3 separate regions of the Mus musculus genome follow, and regions 1 and 2 are each linked to region 3. Evidence: chromatin contacts called from public Hi-C and promoter capture Hi-C data. All regions are on one chromosome and are shown on one strand. Each heading gives the region's core, a stretch centred on a gene start, on an enhancer-like site or on the middle of the called end of the contact. The rest is flanking DNA. Distances are from core to core; before and after follow the strand shown.

Evidence for each region. Promoter capture Hi-C pulls out the DNA fragments that hold promoters and counts their contacts. Hi-C and Micro-C count contacts between places; a contact is called where the count stands out from the background.
Region 1: a promoter capture Hi-C map of pre-B cells shows a contact between it and region 3. The contact joins the enhancer-like site here to the promoter of Cecr2 in region 3. A contact is called at or near these places in 11 of 39 promoter capture datasets (the C10 cell line, the HPC-7 cell line, cranial neural crest and 6 more), 11 of 484 Hi-C or Micro-C datasets (B cells, the C10 cell line, the G1E-ER4 cell line and 4 more), 10 of 115 datasets of contacts at active chromatin or transcription factors (the 230-238 cell line, embryonic stem cells, epiblast stem cells and 4 more) and 2 of 9 other capture datasets (adipose tissue and liver).
Region 2: a Hi-C map of brain shows a contact between it and region 3, with 2.6 times the contacts expected there. The contact joins the enhancer-like site here to the promoter of Cecr2 in region 3. A contact is called at or near these places in 11 of 39 promoter capture datasets (the C10 cell line, cranial neural crest, embryonic stem cells and 6 more), 1 of 15 datasets of contacts at CTCF or cohesin (large pre-B cells), 28 of 484 Hi-C or Micro-C datasets (the HPC-7 cell line, bone marrow-derived macrophages, brain and 15 more), 10 of 115 datasets of contacts at active chromatin or transcription factors (astrocytes, cardiomyocytes, embryonic forebrain and 4 more) and 1 of 9 other capture datasets (liver).

The regions. Positions count from the first base shown.
Region 1 is chr6:120,625,547-120,630,249 of GRCm38.p6, reverse strand. No RefSeq gene overlaps it. Among named protein-coding and RNA genes, the nearest start is that of Cecr2, 38 kb to the left of the region's middle. Within about 2 kb of position 2,894, at least 14 of the 459 cell types and tissues checked have an H3K27ac peak or open chromatin away from gene starts, as enhancers often do. A contact at or near this core is called in the 230-238 cell line and pre-B cells, where this site is marked.
Region 2 is chr6:120,713,739-120,718,088 of GRCm38.p6, reverse strand. All of the region lies in intron 1 of Cecr2 (CECR2, histone acetyl-lysine reader), which reads right to left. It overlaps Gm52876 (a long non-coding RNA gene), which reads right to left. Exons shown (of 2, transcript XR_003956357.1): 2 at 1-4,350. Among named protein-coding and RNA genes, the nearest start is that of Gm52876, 20 kb to the right of the region's middle. Within about 2 kb of position 1,273, at least 45 of the 459 cell types and tissues checked have an H3K27ac peak or open chromatin away from gene starts, as enhancers often do. A contact at or near this core is called in brain, cerebellar granule neurons, cerebellum and 9 more, where this site is marked.
Region 3 is chr6:120,664,346-120,668,544 of GRCm38.p6, reverse strand. It overlaps Cecr2 (CECR2, histone acetyl-lysine reader), which reads right to left and starts at 2,231. Exons shown (of 19, transcript NM_001368706.1): 1 at 1,838-2,231. The coding sequence starts at 1,963.

The DNA of each region.
Region 1 (4,703 bases), core at 1,645-4,144, 39 kb after region 3:
TATCTGTACATGTATGTACACAGAATGCCTGGCTTGTTACTCTCCCTCTCCTCCTCCTTCTTCTTTTGGAGGGGGCTAATTCAAGACAGGGTTTCTCTGTGTAGCTCTGACTGTCCTGGACCCACTTTGTAGACCAGGCTGCTGGCCTCGAACTCACAGAGTTCTGCCTGTCTCTGCCTCCTGGGTGCTGGGATTAAAGGCATGCACCACCAAGCTTGGCTTCTGCTAGTTAGTTATGTCTGACTCCCCCAGAATAGCTGTCACTATTTTGTTCCACGCCTGCTAGCTATTTCAGATTGTTTCTGTAACATGCCTGCCAGTCATTGGCACAAGAAGTAACTTGGCTCAAGGACATGCTGACCTCAGTATGTTAGTACTGTTTTGTTCTGTATGTTCTGAGTGCCCTGTATGAATTTGCTAATCTTAAGAAATCCCATGCAGGGCCGTGTGGTGGTGGCGCATGCCTTTAATCCCAGCATTTGGGAGGCAGAGGCAGGAGGATTTCTGAGTTCGAGGCCAGCCTGGTCTACAAAGTGAGTTCTAGGACAGCCAGGCCTATACAGAGAAACCCTGTCTCAAAAAAAAAAAAAAAAACAAAAAACAAAAACAAACACACACACACACACACACACACACACAAAGAAATCCCACGCCGGGTGTGGTGATGCATGCCTTTAATCCCAGCACTCGGCAGGCAGAGGTAGGCAGATTTCTGAGTTCTAGGCCAGCCTGGTCTACAGAGTGAGTTCTAGGACAACCAGGGCTACAGGGCTACACAGAGAAACCCTGTCTTGGAAAACCAAAAAAAAAAAAAAAAAGAAAGAAAGAAAGAAAGAAAAGAAAGAAAGGAAGGAAGGAAAAGGAAAGGAAGGAAAAGGAAAGGAAAGGAAAGGAAAGGAAAGGAAAGGAAAGGAAAGAAAAGAAAAGAAAAGAAAAGAAAAGAAAAGAAAAGAAATCGGTTTGCCTTTCCTCCCAAGTGCTAGAATTAGAGGCATGTGCTACTGTATGTGCAGCTTAAACAGCCTTTGCAAGGGAAGATGTCCTTCTGGTTAGACTTGAGCATCTGTTCAAGAGCAGAGCCAACACATTGCAACACACTGGTAGCCCAGAGCTCGGGACTGGCCCAGCTGTGTTTCCTTTGGTCTGCCTTCAAATATTTTTTTTTCTTTATTTGACAAATGCTTGTTGTACAGACAATTAATTCATTTAATCCTCACAACAACCTCATGAAGTAGATACTATTGACAGACTCTCTGCAGATAAGGATCATCAGATACAGAGAAAAGTTAGGTAAGTTTCCTAGCGATCACAGCTAGGGCTTACCCAGGCATGATGGAGCAAGCCTGTTCCAGAGGTTGGAAAGTAGAGGCAGAAGGACCAGGAGTTCAAGGTCATCCTTGGTTGTACTTGTCTCTAAACAACAACAAACAGACAGGCAGGCAGACAAAATAAGCATGGAGAATTTGAAGCCAAGAAATCTACTTTAAGTCCATTCACAACATCTAACTTTAACTCATTGTTAAAGTTCCTTGAATTCTGTATAAAACTTTTAAAAATGGAGTAAGTTAAATTTAAAACAAATCCAGATATTTTGTTTTGTTCAAGATATTTTGTTTTGTTTTGTTTCTCTGGAAAGTCTGAGAAATCTAGAAGCGTTGTCTGTAATTTTCCCAAATAGAATACTAGGTCAGCTGCATTGTGAGGTAAACCCGTACGTACCCTGCTCGCTAGAGTTTCTGGCCAGTTGCTTGCCCACTGTCACTGCCTGCCTGGCTACTGTGATGCCTGTGTTTCAGTGTCTGAGTCCTAAACTCAGCAAGGTAAACTGCTTGCTTCAAAATTCTGGCTTCCTAAGTTCCATTCCCAGAACCCACAGCGGAAGCAGAGAACCAATCCCTGGGTTATCCTTTGCCCACATACTTGAATATGTATGAATGAAGCCGGAATTCTTCATTGCTGTGCTGACAATTAATTTATTTAATATAAGCTGACTCTGTGTAGGATCTCTGTTATGGTAACTAAAAGATGAATAATTACACTAGACACACGCCCATCTCACCTACCTAGGAAACTGAGGCAGGAGGCTTGCTTGAGCCTAGGAGCCTGAGAAAACACAATGAGACCTGTATTATATATATTTTTTTTGTTGCTGTGACAGATATCCGAGACAAACTTGAAAGGAGGTATTCTTGCTCCACAGCTGGCTAGCTCCAATGCTATGGGTCTGTGCTGAGGCAGAGCATCATGGTACGGAAAGCCCATGGTAAAAGAAAGTTCTAGCTCGTGGTACCCGGGAAACTGACTGAAAACTCCCTTATAGGCATACCACAGGAGTGCCTCACTAACCGAGGTGCTTTGCAACCCAATATGTCGACAATCAGAATCCAGCATGAGCCGGCATGGTGAGGTTGCGCAGGCCAGGCAAATGCTCTAGTTTCCTTTCTGCTGCTGTGATCAAATATCCTGATGAGTTACGGGAGGGAAGGTTTATTTTAGCTCATGGTGTGTTCAAGTTGTAGTCCGTCACTGTGATTGAGTCACATCGGCAAGAGGACAGGAGCAGCTACTCACATAACTACAGTCAAGAGCAGACAGAGAGAAATGAATGTGTGCATGCTTATTACGCTGATAGAGTTCTCAGACTGGTGACTGGTGCCGCCCACTTTCAGGCTAGGTCTTCCCACATCAATTAAGGCAAGCAAGATAGTCCCCAACGAGCACACTTGCAGGCTAACCCGAGATAGGGTCTCTCACTGAGAGTCTTTTCCCTGGTGATCTTAGGTTGTGTCAATATGACCCTGAAAACTAGCCATCACAATACATTACCAGGGCACCATACCCTCTGTCTCCACCTCATTTCAGTAGGCATTCAGTATGGACCAGCACAAACAGGGCACTGCAGGTGCTACCAAGCTGCCAATACTGAATTCTGGCTCCCCAGGGGAGTGTGGTCAGGACCTTTGAATAGTACTGCAAGCTGAACTGTGAGCACTCTTTGTTTAACCTAACTGCTTCCTTGAAGGTCCCAACCCCAAATACAGTCACGGCAGGAGTTGAGGCTTCAGCCCAACATGCATGGGGGATGGGGCGTTGGGTGGGGGTGGGGGTAGGTTTACATGCTTGCAGTCCTCACATTCATATCCCAGTAAAGAGTTAACATCAGCTTAAAACTGTCTCTATGACACTGTGACTTTCCCCGAGACTGTGATTGCTTCACAGCAGAGATCCCACACATCCCTCTGTCGACTTGGTCACATTCTGATATAAAAGAATCCTGGGGTTGAGAAGACTGCTCGGTGGGTAAGGACACTCGCTACGTAGGCGTGAGGATCTGAGTTCGAACTCCCAGGACCCATGTAAATCGGGTCATGGCCACACAGGCCTGTAACCCCAGCAGTGGGGGGCAGAGACAGAACTCAGGAAGAAGCTGACTAGCAAACCTACCAAAATAGCAACCTCCGGGTTCAGTGGGAGACCCTGTCTCAGGGCATAACGCAGAGAAAGATAGAGGACCTTTGAGTTCTGCTTCTGGGCAGAAGCACATGCACTCATAGGAACACACACTGGAACACACACCGGAACACACACACACACCGGAACACACACCGGAACACACACCGGAACACACACCGGAACACGCACACACACACACACATCCCAATTTTTTTTTTTTTTTTTTTTTTGAGACAGGGTTTCTCTGTGTAGCCCTGGCTGTCCTGGAACTCACTCTGTAGACCAAGCTGGCCTCGAACTCAGAAATCTACCTGCCTCTGCCTCCCAAGTGCTGGGATTAAAGGCGTGTGCCACCACGCCTGGCCACACCAAATATTTTTAAAGGAGGAAGAACTACAGAAAGAGTTGTCATCTTCCTAGTTTTAGAGGAACTGCAGAAAATTCATCCCCATTCCAAAGACTGTGGCCCCAGATTTCTAAGCCTTTTGCAATTCCAGTATGCAGAGAGGCTGACCATTCCCAACCTGCTAGTAGATACGTAATTACTGTCTACCAGGGTGCTCTCCTGTGAGCCTACTAGCAAAATACCTGACCAGCAACATATTATACACGGAGAGATTAAGCCCAGCTGAGAAAGCCTTCTTAGAGTGGGCATGAGCATGGGAGGAGGGGAAAGGTGAGGGTCAGGCAGCAAGATGGCAGCTGGAAACTGTGAATACCGCCCCCGCCCCGTACCCACTGAGCGCTCCTAGTTTTTACCACCCCATCCCCAGGTACCTGGCACACTGTTTTACAATTAGCCTCTCATTCTTATACTAATTTTAAAAAATAATTTCATGTTTATTTCTTTAGGTACCTAAGTGCTTTCCTGACACATATGCATGGGTACCACCTGTGTGCAACTGGATTTATAAACAGCTGGGAACTGATGTGTTGGTCCTGAGAATTAAACCTAGGTTCTCTGCAAGAACACACTCTCTTAACTGCCAAAACTTCTCTCCTGTCCTATACATGATTTTTTTAAAACAAGTTGTATTTATTCTTATTTTATGTGTATGCACGGTACTTTACTTGTATGTATTTCTGTGCACCATGTGGATACAGTACCTGCAGCAGCAGGAAGAGATTGGACACCCTGGAATGGGAGTTACAGATGGTTGTGAGCCACCATGTGGGTGCTGGGAATCGAACTTGCGTCCTCAGAAACAACAGTCAGTGCTCTTCATTCTCTCATCTTTGTAACTTTAAAT
Region 2 (4,350 bases), core at 24-2,523, 51 kb before region 3:
TACCACCAAAATGCCACAGCTACATTAACATTTACTGTAATACACACTTCTATGGGATTTACTATGTCCCCTTGTTCACCACACTCAAGCCCTGATCTTTTGAGCTGGGGATGGAACCCAAGACCTTCATTATAGACCAGTATTCACCACTGATATGTGTGTGTGTGTGTGTGTGTGTGTGTGTGTGTGTGTGTAGTGTGTGTATATGTAGTATGTAGTGTGTGCATGTGCACACACACAGAGCTCCAGTTGTGCACTTCTACAAGGCCTTTTCCCAGAGAATGCTAGGTCAAGAGTTATTAAAGCTAGACACAGTGATCTACACCTTCAATCCCAGCACTCAGGAGGCAGAGATAGGCAAGCCAGAGCTACACACTGAAATCCTCTCTCCCCCAACCCCCTATAAGCAAAAAATTTTAAATAGCTGCTTTATCCTGCTCCTGTAGGTAATAGAGTCCCAGCAGTTTATACTAATAAATAAACCAAAAACTCTATAGTGAAACATACCTTTCTCTCATTCTGGAGTGGAATGGACAGTAAGAATGTTATAGGAGAAAACAGCAACAACAAAAGAACGGAGAAGCCATTTTAATCCTGCTTAACAAAAGGACCAGCTTGGTTAACCTTTTCCATGTTAGTTTAATGGTACAGAATCTCAGACACAGAAAAGAAAAAGTTCTGGAGATGTGCCTCACATCGGTGTGACTGCACTTAACACTACTAAAATGTGCACTCAAATGACTAGCAGCAAGGTACTACTGAACTGCACTTAAGAATGGTTAATGGGGAAATCGTTTTAATAGTTCAATTTTAAAACTTTTTGCCACAATTTAACATTTTTTTCTATTAGGAAAATATTGCTAAGTATGGTCTCTGACACATACTATAAATATTACAGGTCATCCTTACAATGACAGTCTGAGCAAACACTAGGGATAAAACGATCTTCAAAATTTACAAGTTTCAGAACAGAAATTGAAATTCTCTTTAACTCACAGCCCATCATGTTCATGCTCTAATAAGTTGCTTACAAAAAACTACTTGGAAATCCAGGTTATTCAAAGCTTTAAGGTTTCAACCTGGAGCTTAAGTCGTAAGACTAAGGCAGCAAGGGAGAGAGCCTCCTAAAAATCTCCACCCCAACCTTTTTTTTTTTTGGTTGCTTTTCTCACTTTCTCTCCTACTCTTTTGTATCTCCCTTTCACTGTGTGCAATGAACTGTGAGCACCGAAATGTGACCTTTGCCAAGATGCTCAGGGGCAGAAGAGGAAGGGAAAGGCAACAGCAGAAAAGGCAGCAGATCGGCAGAGAGAGGGGAACCTTGTTCCCATCCACTCTGCAGCCTCAGAGAGTAGGTGAAGAGAGTAACAGGATTTGCCCCTCTTGCAGCTGTCGTCACAGCTCATTAGTGAAAAGCCCGAATCAATGTCCCCCCACTTTCCCTGCCCCAGAGAACAAATCTTTCCACCATGCAGTGGCTACTGGGGAAGAACTCAGGCTGAGCAAGGGACAGCCCACACCACTGGGCAATGGAAAGTAACACAAAGAGGTGCTTTTAGCACACTTGCAGAAAAGTATTCTTAACTGCTTATTTCTAAAGTCCTGCCTGCTTAACAAAACCATTTGACTATATAGACACTCTAAAGATAGGATATTCCTAAATCCCTTCTCTTAAACAACACTGATATTTTCTCTTGCCTGCTGGGATGCTCCTGTTCATTGTACAAATTTTCTTTAATCTTACTCAATAGGAAATCTTTCTTCTAATTCCAAATAAGGACAAAGATCATAGATTTGCATAATTACCAATCAATCACAATAATGCTTTGAGTTCATTAGAGACAGAAAAGTAGTAAACAAAAACACCTAAAAAGAATAATAGATTCTGTTTGTTGCATTAACTTTTTTTAGAGCTAAAATCCTTCTGATGTACATAGGATCAAGGATGGTGTAGGATCTGGGTCAGCTCTGCTCCTGTGTGGGAACAGATCCACTTCTGCACAAAGGGAAGCTCAGCAGGCCCTGGGAAGGGCTCTCCCAGCTGCTGTTCAAGAGAGAATGCCTGGAGTGTAAGCTCAGAATGCTCCAAGAAAAAAAGCATACTGGTCTCCAGAAGGCACCCTGACTTTGACAGCTGATGCTTTCTCACTTGGTATAAATTAATTTAATCCCAAAGGCATGTGCCATGCCAATTTAGACTGTAGAGTATAAATCAGATAGAGTGCCTATAATGCTCAGGGACCTGAAACCAGCTATAAACAATTTTAGTTGGTCCAGCAGCATATCTCGGATACTTCCAAAGGCTGAAGGTCTGTTTTGCTGCTTTGCTGTAATATTTTTTTTTTCCTCAACTTCCCTTGAAACAGAATAGATCTAAAATAAAATAGCTTCTTCCATCAAAGTTGAATGCAACTCTAAACCACCAATTTTTCTGCAAAATATTAATTATACCAATAAAAAACAGTAAACCTAGAGTGCAACTTTCTATTAAATACGAGATATTTTAGGATTGCGGGGAGGGAGGGGTGAGCAAGGAGGAGCAGGAGATTCCTGCAGCTCCATGGAACTTCCAGACTACAGAAAGGCCCAAAAGCTTTCCACTTGTCACATTCTGGGAGGCTCGTGCAAGCATGGCCACGCAGAAAAGAAATCTGGAAAAACAGGTTCCTGGCTAGCCATACCCAACTTCTACCACCAGGCTGTCTAGATTTCATGACTGATGTGAGTTATTCAATGATGGCAGGTAGGGTAGCTGAGTTCTACCACCCATGGGCAGGATACAGGAAACACAGGGCAAAATGGCACAGCTTCCTGAACAGTCTTACTTTGCGCCTTTGCTTTTACTGTTGGTCCTTGCAGCAGGGGAAGGTACACTTAATTAAAGCAGGAGGCTGTCAGAACTACTTCTGGAAGCTACTTCAAATGACAGTCCAGGCATCAGAAACTATTGGCCCTCTCTACTCTCAACCAGGACTCACCCCTCCCCCTTTTGGCAAGGGGTGTAGGGATTAAGGCAGAGGGCATTTAGATGGAGTGGCTTCTATATGTAATAGAGATAAAACTGGCTTGAGGCCAGAGATGGCTCAGAAGTTAACAGCATAAACCGCTCTTGTAGAAGACATGAATGGGCTCCAGTACCAATGCTGAGAGGCTTAGAGGCCTCCCCCTGGTGGGTACCTGTCCTCTTGTGTACATACCCAATACAGATAAACACACATACACATTATTAAAAAGACAGTTTTTCTCTTAAAAGGACATTGGCTTTTGAAGGAAAGCGTAATCGACCCCAAAAGGTTAAGGTAGACATAATTGGCAGGACCTGTTGTTTGGGAGAGCGATGCCAGTTCTGGGAAGGAGGGGTAGGAGGATATGTTGAAAGCATGAAAATGGACATTGAGAGAAAGGGAGGAAACACTTCAGAAGTAGAGTCTACAGCTTTTTACAATTAAGTGTAGGTTTTAAAAAAAAAAAAAAATCAGAGCCAGACGTGGTAGCGCAAGCCTTTAATCCCAGCACTCGGGAGGCAGATTTCTGAGTTTGAGGCCAGCCTGGTCTACAAAGTGAGTTCCAGGACAGCCCGGGCTATAAAGAGAAACCCTGTCTCAAAAAAAAAAAAACAAAAAACAAAAAACAAAAACAAAAAAACAGAAACAAAAATCAATTAAGTTTTAAATAAGTTGTAATTTGATTAAAACACATTAGAGCTAGAAAGGTGATTCAGTGGGTCTTTGCTACATACTCCTGACCCCTGTAGAAAAGCTGGGTGACATTTGGTCATAGAACATAGAATCCCAGTGGGTTGACTAATTTTATTTGGGGGGGGGGGTTTGCATAAAGATTGTTGGTGTTTGATGGCTTTCTGACTAGCTGAGACACAGACTCAGGAAGATCTGCCTTAGAGAAAAAGATGGAGAGTTACGCCCTCTTCTGGTCTTCTGTATGCAAACCCATATATACACAAACATTCAAATAAAGCTAAAAAGAGAAAGAGACACAGAGAGCTCCCTACTACCACCTATGTAACAAGGACTCTATCCAGAATAGGAGACGGGCAGTAAATATTTCCAATTCCAAGTGATGGCTACCCCCAAACAGAGGGCCAGTTAGAAGACTGATGTGGCCATGAACACAGGCTCACAAAAGCCCTCAGCAGCAAGGGGACAGACATCAACAATACACTTTGAGAAAATTATAGGCAACATCTAAGAATAAAATGTTAAAAGTTTTTTTTTTTATTAGTAACAGACTATATTTAAACCGCTGACAAAAAAAAAAAAAAAAAAAGCAGCTCCTCGTTTCAGGTTGGGTTGTCGTAGAGTCTTGCTAGATAGAATATTAAAGTTAATTAAC
Region 3 (4,199 bases), core at 982-3,481:
AAATATGTTGAGTATAATTAAGACAAAATGAGTTTCCTCTACCTTTTTATCAACAAAATGGGAATACAAGGACTTGGGAAAGTGCCATTTCTCCAACAGTGGCGTTTTCAAATGTACTCAATTTGTAATCCGCACATCAATTTATTTCCTCTTGAAAGAAAATGGGTTGGGACAGGTTTATCAGCACCCAAGACAGCAATTGTCACAAGCACCAACACACACACACATACACACACACACACACACTGCAGCCATTTTGAACAGCAGGATTTAATTAGACTACTCAAGATTTCAAACTAACTAAAAGGAAACACAGGACATCAGAATCATTAATCATCATCTCTTCCCCTTTAAGATTCCTCAAATCGTTAATCTTTGTAGTCCGATTTCATTACAAAATTTCATCACAAAAATGGTCCTTACACTCCTGTTCAAACTTTGTAAATAAACGCTTTGAGTTGCGTTTAATTGCCAAGTTTCATTTTCCTAAAGCCTGGAGAAGCCCACGACCTGGAAAATCCTACCAACCTTTTCACTTTGTTTTAAAGTCCCTCCAAAAGCCATCGAATGGCCCCAACTTCAGTCCACATTCCTCTTCACCTTCCTAACCTACACCCCTTGTAATCGGTTTAGATTTCCAATTTCGTTAACTTTGCAACACGAGGAAATTCCCACGCTTCATTCATAGAAGCAAGTGATATTTCTGCAAACACAACGGACTTTAAAAAATAAAGGTGTGCGAAGACCTCAAGAGTCAACAAATTAAAATCAAGATTCGGGGGGGGGGGGGGTGAAGAGGCAACCACAACGGTCAGACTTCCCAAATAAATTACTTTAATTTTGATTACTTCCATTGTAAAGGCAGTCACAAAACTGAAAACAGTAACTGACCAACAACAGTTTCTTGTACCTTTGTCCCAAGGAAGAAAAAAAAAAAAAAAAAGGGTGATTAAGTCCCTACAGACAGGAAAAAAAGCAACTCAACCTGCCAACCAATCAGTATTTCACAATTCCTTCCAAAAATAAATGCCAGGATGCTGCTTCGGACCATCTTATACATTCCGTTTCCCACACTCCCGCCACCGTCCTTGTCATTAGGACCCTCGGATTTTAGTCCAGTTATCACAAAGCCTCGGGTCTTGAAAGCACCTTCGGCCTGGCCAGAAAGCCATTCCTTTCCTCCTCGCTCGCCCGGGGGAATAATGGTGGCGAAATCAACTCAGAGAGAGAGCTCCCGGAATACGGACGGCTGCGCCTTCCTCCGTAGAGGAGCTGTTTTAAAAGGGAGGGGGGCCCAAACTTTCCCTCCACAGTCTCGGCGTCCCGAGCGACGGTGAGCGACGGGCGGTCCCACAAGGAGAACGCCCCAAGCCCAGGCCCCATCTGCGCCCGCCCGAAGTTGACTCGAAGCGCCCGAGAGTTACGGGCCTCCGCAAGTCCGCCAAGTGCGACCCGGGCGAGCGTCTCCCGAGCAACGCCGCCCCTGCCCGAGGCCGCTCCCGCCCCGCCGCTGTGGCCCCCGGCGCGTGAGCCCGCATCGCGTCCCGGTCCCCGCCTGAGCAGCTGCTCGCCGCCTCCGAGGCTCCAGCGGGGAGCGCGCGCGCACTCTCGCCCTCAGACCGGCCGAGAAGTCCCGGGAGAGCCCCGGGGTCCCGCGCCGACAAAAGCAGGCTCGACCCCCGCCGGCGAGAGCGCGCGGGGCCACGGGGAGCCCGTGCCGGCCGCCAGCCTCGTGCCCGCCGCCGAGCCCCCTCGCCGCCCGCACTCCGCGCCAAGTCGGCGGCCCGCGACTCCCCGCAGAGAAGCGCGGAGAAAGGGCGCAGCGCCGGCTACTCACCTCGATCTCGAAGTCGGGCAGGCGGAACGCCGTGCGAAAGAGCGAGCAGAAGTGCGCGATGGCCGGGACTTCCCACCAGGAGCGGAGCTCGCCCAGCCCGGCCGCGCCGCCTTCCTCCGGGCACATCTCCCCGCCGCGCTCGCTCACTCGCTCTCGCTCGCTCGCTCGGACTCCGGCCGCCGGCAGCGCCTCTCACTCAGCGCGCGGCGGCTCCCGCCGCTCGGCGTGAGCTCAAGCGGAGGCGCGGCCGGGCGGGGGGCGGCGGTCCGACTCGCTCAAGCGGCCGCTGCTCGGGCAGCCGGCGGGGGCCGCGCGCTCGCCCCGTCCCGCCGCGGCCGTGCGGCCGCCCCCAATCCCATACAATATAATCCACTCAGCGCTGAGGAAAACAGATGGGGCTGGGGGTGGGGAGGGGGCCCGGCAGAAACCTGGGAGGAGGGGCCGCCCACGAGGAGGGGGCGGGGCCGGCGCGCACCACAACAACAACCCCGCCCCCACCCCTGCGCGGACAGCTGCACCGAGGGCGGGGGAGGGGGAGCGGGCGAGCCGCGCCCGGGGAGGGGCCGCCCGTGACGCGGAGGGGCCCGCGCGCAGCCCGCGGGCGGCCGGGCGGGTGGGAGCCGCGCTCTGCCGTGCAGGTGTTTGGGGCCGGGGAGTTCGGCGACTTTGGTGACGGAAGACAATAAGGGTCTCTCCCACCCCCACGTGGCCTCAGTGGTCGAGTCCTTTTAAAGGGCCCGCGGGGTGGTGCTCTTGCTGGGGACTCGCTCCGGGAGTGCGCACGTGTGGGATTTCAGTTATTACTGCTGTGGAGGGTGGCGCGGGACAGAGCGAGTGGGACGTCCACGCTGGAAACCGGAGGCCCGGGGAAACGACGCGCTTTCCACCTGTTCTTTAGCGCTTTTTTATTTTTATTATTATTACTATTATTAGCCTATCTGAGAACGGGACTTAAGGGAGCGCTAAAGTGCCTCGCTTCTCCAAGGGAAGAAGGTGGTGGGGCTGGTTCGGCTGGAACCGAGTAGGATGGAGGGGTAGAGTGTGGCGGGAAGGGTGGAGTAGGGGGGAGGCACCAATCAGCAGCCTAGCGGGAAGAGCAATTTCCCCCACCCCAGGGAACGGACACGTGCAGCCGCCCTGGAGGAGACTGGCTTTGAGCCCTCTGACTGCCCTCGCCGGAGCGGAGCGCGGCTGCTGCGGGCGCGAGTGCTCACAATGTGGCTGGGAGGCTGGGGGATGGGGAAGAGCCTGGAGACTAAGGACGTGTGTCCGGGTGGGGGTGGAGACCTGCCCGGGCTGCGGGAATACGCTCCGAGAGGAAGGTGCTCGGACTTTAGAAAAGTTAACTGCTATTTAGGACGGTGGAATTCTGTCTAAACCGGAAGGGGAAAAAATCACCCCCGAAATAGCCCAGAAGTTTGGAAAAACTACGTTGTAGTAGCGCCTATTTGTATTGGTCATTTGCGCTTGAGCAGTTCTACTCTAAGAGTCCTGGCTGCTTCTTTAGTCCACCTCGCCAGAAACACCGCCCCTTAGGTGCACTCAAATTCGGCTGTTTAGATAGGTACAACCCTGGAAAGAATAATAGGGAGCGAGTTTGTGAGATAGATGTGTAAGTGGGAGGCCTGGCTCGTTCCTCCTCCCTCACCTATTCTAATTACTTTAATAACTAACCTCTTGTGTCTTTGTAAGGCAGCACTTAAAAACACTAAAATCCTTAAGTTATATATCCAAGTGTGCCTTTTGTGAGCCAACTAACCTTAAGATACTTCATCTTCCCTCACACTGCCCTGTAGGTGAGAGTTAGCAACCCCTACACGCTATCTATCCCATTTTTATTTTTAAAGTTTGTTTTTGAATGTTTTCAAAACGCAGCTACTCTGTAGATACCTCATGAATGGGGGTGGAGGGATACAGGAGGGCTCCGTGGAACTTTTTTGTGAGTCTGTAGCCCAGGCTGGAGCCTCCATGTTTGACTTGCCCTGAACTGCTGTGCTCTTCATGTATCACACCATTTTCCTTTGAAAAGGGTTGCATGAAGCCCAGACTAGGGAGCAACAAGCTCTCTGCACCTTGAACCAATCCTTCCTGCACTTGCTGGGTGCTGGGGTTACAGACACTCTGGGTGCTGTGGCGTTTCTTAACATACTTGTGTCAAAGCCATTATGTTCTGACTGTTTGTTTGATCCTTCCTCCCTGGTCTCCCTGATCCTCCTATCACTCACTTCCATCTTTATCTTTTATCATTATCTAACCTTCTTAGCTGGCATCTCAGTTGTCATTACTATAGCCTAATAATAATTAACAATACCAGAAAGCAGAAAGATAAGAGAGATTTGGCTCCTTCTTAATCACTGTGATA